Regions from separate parts of the Mus musculus genome. Here region 1 is linked to region 2. Evidence: chromatin contacts called from public Hi-C data. All regions are on one chromosome and are shown on one strand. The core of a region is the stretch at or near the end of the contact, and the rest is flanking DNA. Distances in the headings are between cores, read along the strand shown.

Region 1 (2,700 bases), core at 116-2,615, 82 kb after region 2:
GATCCCCAGTGCAGCCTGGACTCCCTAAAGGATCTCAGGCAGGTGGGGGAAGTGAGTGGGTGGGCGGGTGAGTGGGTGAGTGGGTGAGTGGGCGGGCGAGTGGGTGAGTGGGTGGGTGGGTGAGTGAGCGGGTGGGTGGGTGAGTGAGTGGGTGGGTGGGTGAGTGAGTGGGTGGGTGAATGAGTAGGCAGGTGGGTGAGTGGGTGGCTGAGTGTATGTCAGTGTCTTTGTAGGTCAGGCTGGCCAGGGAATAGCTATGGGGCCTAGGATAGTCTTAAGTCTCCATCTTCCTGTTCCCAGCACTGCAGTGCTGAGCTGGGCAGAGTGTAGTCCCAGCTTGGATATTGTGGAGCTGGGGATCAAAGCCAGAGTGTCCTATATACTAAGCAGTTGCTTTTCCTTCTGAGCCTCAGCTCCAGGCCCAAGTCTGGGTCTCTGAATCTACACAGGCTCCCCTGGGATGCTGGTTCTTCAGGAAGTGAGAGTGCTCTGAAGCTGTGATTAATTGAGGTTAAATCTTGAGAGATGCTTGTTCAAAAAACATTTACCTTCACAAGAATGTGTCGTTGTTACAGGAGACAAAAATAAATGATTAAAGAGAAAAACATTTTTTAATCTGTCAAGCTAGAAAGTTTCTCCCCTAAAGTGTTGCTTTTAAATTTTTTCCTAACTGAGTGATGAACCAAAAATAATTTTTATAAATAAATTCCAAAATTTAGGCCTTGATGTAATTTGTTTATGAGCATCTCTGCTTTATCTTAATAAGACTTAAAAAGTGTTCATAAAATGGCCAAGATGTCTGGGAGAGAGATACCTTCTGAAACCAAACTGATAAAGTATACACATGGGCATGTGTCTGTGGGTCCTCGGAAGTGCGGGCCCATGGCCCAGTGAGGCTTCTGCGCTTGGTTGGTGAGGGTTCCAAATCTTTCTAAAAGCCAAGTTGATGTTCTTTCCCACCCATTCTCTCCCTGGTCCCATGTGCTACCTCTTCTCCAAACCATAGGTTCTCTGGCTGGTTTGTGCAAACTGGTTTTCCATCATTATAATAAAAGATCAGAGACCATTAACTGCTGTGAGGTGATAGGCTACCTTGCTGGCTACCTTCCACTTCTATAGGAAAGGCTTATTTGAGCTAATAGATTTAGAAACTCCAGTCTGTGGTTCAGTTGGGCACATGGTGACCTAGTAGGCATGTGTGGGTCAGCAAGCCACTTACATTATGATCAGGGAATGTGATATCCAGAATGAATTCAAGACCACCCAGTACCTTCCCGCTTCAAAAAGACCTTCCAAACTGTACTAGCAGGCCAAGTGCAGAGCCAGATAAAGAAGCTGGCTGACTAAACAAAGATAGAAACATAGTTTTAACGGTCAAAATGACTAAGCTTGCAACTGCCAGAGCAAGATTAACAACTCCCCTGCCCCACCCCACACTGAATTCTGAGACAAACTAAGCAATGCCTGAAAAAATTATTGGCTATACCAATTAAAATAAGCCAACAACCCTGGTACTGATATCTGGTCTTTACAAAGGTAGAAAACGTGTGTTCTTTCTTTGTTCTGGGTCTCTCCTCTGGCCTGCGTGCTGAGAGGGGAGTCCCCAACATGTTGGGTCAATAAAAAAAATCCTCATGCGGTTCACAACGATGGTGGTCTCTGTGGTCTTTGTGAGTGAGGTTCTCTTGACAAACTACAACGGGAATATGAAAGAGAAGGAGTCCCACAGAACACTTAAAGGGCACATATCCAGCAATTTTTTTTTTAATGCCAGGTAGACCCTGCTTCTTAAAAGAGCCACACTGTGCAGCAGGACTTACACTCGTGGGCTTGTGGGAGACATTTAACATCTAAAGCATGACACCCATCCAATGACTCTGTGTCTGAGGAGGATTGATAAAAAGTACTACAAGTGTCCTTTGTCAGCTTAATGCTTGACTGGGTACAATTTTAAAAGGTTCAAAGTTTTATAGATTGTGAAACTCAAGGGTAAGTTGATTGCTGGAGGCAGGTCTTGGGCTTTGCGTTGCTTGCTTGTTTTAAAATTTGTAAAAGATTTGTTTATTTTATGTCCATGAATGTTTTGCATGTGTGTGCTTGCGGCCGGAAGAGGGCACCATATCCCCTGGGACTGGAATTATGGATGGTTAGGGACCACCATGTAGGTTCTGGGAATTGAACCTTGGTCCTTTGGAAGAGCAATGAATATTCTTCAGTGCTGAGCTGTTACCCAGTCCCAAAGGCCTTGGGGCTGTGTAGCTTGCCTGCTTCTTGCTTCCTTTCCTTGGCTTCCAGATCCATCCAGACACCAATAAGCAGCCCCATGTTCTTGCAGCCACGGCCTCCAGCTTGTCTTGCTGCCCAGACTTGCCAGCATAATGGACTGTATCCTCACATCCTCAAGTCAGGTATCTTGGCACAGTAAGAAGAAGAGTAAGGAATGGACTGATCCATGGCAGTGTTAGCAAGACCCCAGGAGAGAGGCACACCTGTGTGCTGTGAGGCACTTTAGAGTCCACCATTGATGGAGATAACTCACTAGCTGGCTTCTTCTCACTCTGTCCGCTGCCTCCTGCCTCATCATTTCTGCTGTGGCAATGTGCTGATATGTGGACCACTTTCCCATCCCTTGGCTTCTCCTTTCTCTAATCTAATTCTATCTGAAATGGACCATCACCAGGGAGCCTCAGGAGGGAGCAC
Region 2 (2,700 bases), core at 61-2,560:
CACACCTGAAAATAGCTAATGTTCTTTCACTTTGATCTTAGGGTCCTCCTGGCCCCCAGGGTCCCATTGGCTACCCCGGTCCACGAGGAGTCAAGGTAAGAGGGACTCTGCAGCTCTGGGTCTTCATAGAAGTCAAGGTGGGAAGGATGTATGTCCCTGGCTGGTTCCTGGCAGCTTCTCTGTTGTTAAGCCCTGCTCCAGGCACTCTAGAGTAGCCTAGTTCCCCAGTTCAGTATGCACATGCTGGGACCTCAGACAGCATGTCTGAGCAGGTGAGGATCTTGCCTGCCAGCTAGGGGACAGACTGCTACAGGATGAGGGATTACCTCCTAGACAGCTTGTGAAGAAGTGGGGACACTGTACTGGCCACCCTCTTGTGTTTACCATTTGTTCATACCAGGCTGACCTCTGGAGCCTTTCATGGATGTGGATCTTGTGAGGCAGGGGCATGGCCAGCCTAGGGAAGCTCAGAAACAGTCCTTTGAGCTACTGGCATGTTGGAAGAGGAAAAAGACTAGTATGTCCTCTCAAATCCCCAGCAGGCAGGGTTCGTGAGAGATGTCCATTTGTTTACAATCGTGTTTCTGCTGGTAGAAATTCCTGGAACCTTGTTAAGTGGGGCACAGAGTGCCAGAGCAATATTGAGAGCAAGGTCCCCTTTGTCCCTTCAGCACTAACTGAGTTTGCTCTGAGCTGCATGATTTAATCTTGAGTTCCACGGTTCCTGGGGCGAAGGCACATTCCTGTGTAGAAGATGAGCGTCTTATCGACAGGGTCTCTTCCTTCACCATACAGGGACTTTGCAATATCTCAAAGCTCCAGTCTCTTTCCCCACCCCAGCACCCGGCAAAAATGATAACAGCCCCTTCCTTCAAACTGACATGAAGGGGAACAGAGGTGTGCCCCCCTGTGAGTGTGCATATATGCAGAAGCACACCACAAAGCAACTTCAGTTTGAAGAATTTATATAAACATGACCCAGGCCGCTGCCCCACCCATGTACCTTGTGGTACTTTCTGTCCAGCATTGATGCAGACCCAAAGTATACAGCTGCCCTGGGTTGTGGAGGGTGGGGAGCTCACAACCTCCGTGTTCAGAGACTGTCTGGAATCCCTCCAAACATGGTACCCGCGTCTAGACTTGAACCCAAATGGCCCTGTTTCTGTGCCTCAGAAACCCTGACATCCTAGTTTCAAGAGTGACCTCTCGAAGATGGCAGCCTTAGGCAGGTCAGGTTCCTCCTGAAGCTTGCTTTTCCTGACACTGTGCCTACTGAAGGCTGGGAGGGAGATAACTGAGCAGCAGCGCTGATTATAGGAGCTCTACGTGTGTTTATCTTACAAATTTCTGTCTCCTACCCCAAGCCTTTGGCAGCTCCTATACATGGCTAATTGCGTAAGGCTTCCTCTGCAAGCTGAAAGGTGTTTACTTTAAAATGTTTATGGAGAATGCTCTTATCTATCGATCTGGTTCAAATTCACTCAGAACATGAGCAATCCAGTTAAGACTTGGAAGCAGAGAGGGAAGCAAGCATTAAGACAGTTTTCACAAGAGCAAGAGATAGTACTGCCCCGTGTGCTCTTGAGAACTGACGTGGTGTTGGCCACCTCATGAGTGCCAGGCTCACGGGCACAGCAGAGGTAGGTGTGGGAGCTGTCACCATTAGGGTAGAGAGATCTGATTATTTCCTACCCAGGCTTCTTCCAAGATGGGGTTCTCTCATGGCCTGTCTGCTATAAGAAAAATCCCACAATCTAGGGTTTTGTAATAGAGACTGGAAGTTCAAGGTCAAGGTGCAAGCAGATCATCATTTGGTTAGGGTCGCTTTCTCCTTCACAGCCTGGCTCTTCTCACTGCAGCCTCATAAGGTGGAAAGAGCAGACAGCCTCTCTCACCCCGCTCCCCTACTTCCCACCAAGAGTTGAACTCGGGGCTTGCCCACATCCCCTGGGCACTCTACCACCAAACTAAATAACCCCCTTATTTTTAATCGTTGTTTTGAGGAAGAATCTCACTAAGTTGCCTAGGTGTCTGGTCTTAAACTCATGCTCCTTCTGCTGCAGGGTCATGAGCAGTTGGGTTTGCAGGTCTGTGTCAGCTTCAGGGTCATGAGCAGTTGGGTTTGCAGGTCTGTGTCAGCTTCAGGGTCATGAGCATTGAGTTTGCAGGTCTGTGTCAGCTTCAGGGTCATGAGCAGTTGGGTTTGCAGGTCTGTGTCAGCAGGCCTGAACCTGAGAGATCATCTCTGCTGGGTTCTTCTGTTTATGTTTCTCTCCACCACAGAGATGCCTGGAAGAGTGTGGTGGGTGGGGCTCTAGGTCTCTCCTATGGAGACTTCTAGATATCCAGAAGGCATCTCAGGCAAAAAACAGTGCCCAGAAACCATTGGTTCCAAGGCAGCTGTCCAGACAGGGCACATTGTACCTTCCTGAATCTGTTGGACCACAGATGTTCTTCAACTCCTGTTACTTAGGTGCATGTGGCAAGCCTTGCTCACGGACTCTGTGTAGACATGTCATGATATCTCCATGTCTGCTCTACGCTCCTCTTCATTTTTCAGTTTGCTGCCCAACATTGACTCAGGTTTGAGCAAGCACAGAGCAGACTCCCTAGAGTCAGCACTCCTTCCTTAGAGCCATTCCATCCATGGCTGCTTTCAAGGGCCAGGATCCTAATGGGCTGGGCACCTATGCTGTCAAC

The links. Hi-C and Micro-C count contacts between places; a contact is called where the count stands out from the background.
Region 1: a contact with region 2 is called in a Hi-C map of the G1E-ER4 cell line, with 4 times the contacts expected there. The contact joins two enhancer-like sites. A contact is called at or near these places in 1 of 15 datasets of contacts at CTCF or cohesin (the G1E-ER4 cell line), 9 of 484 Hi-C or Micro-C datasets (the G1E-ER4 cell line, cerebral cortex, fetal liver and 2 more), 3 of 115 datasets of contacts at active chromatin or transcription factors (cardiomyocytes, fetal liver and neural progenitor cells) and 1 of 9 other capture datasets (embryonic stem cells).

What each region holds. Positions count from the first base shown.
Region 1 is chr2:28,063,301-28,066,000 of GRCm38.p6, forward strand. No RefSeq gene overlaps it. Among named protein-coding and RNA genes, the nearest start is that of Fcnb, 20 kb to the right of the region's middle. Within about 2 kb of position 1,366, at least 22 of the 459 cell types and tissues checked have an H3K27ac peak or open chromatin away from gene starts, as enhancers often do. A contact at or near this core is called in the G1E-ER4 cell line, where this site is marked.
Region 2 is chr2:27,980,996-27,983,695 of GRCm38.p6, forward strand. Col5a1 (collagen, type V, alpha 1) reads left to right here. Exons shown (of 66, transcript NM_015734.2): 27 at 42-95. Among named protein-coding and RNA genes, the nearest start is that of Gm13372, 50 kb to the right of the region's middle. Within about 2 kb of position 1,311, at least 13 of the 459 cell types and tissues checked have an H3K27ac peak or open chromatin away from gene starts, as enhancers often do. A contact at or near this core is called in the G1E-ER4 cell line, where this site is marked.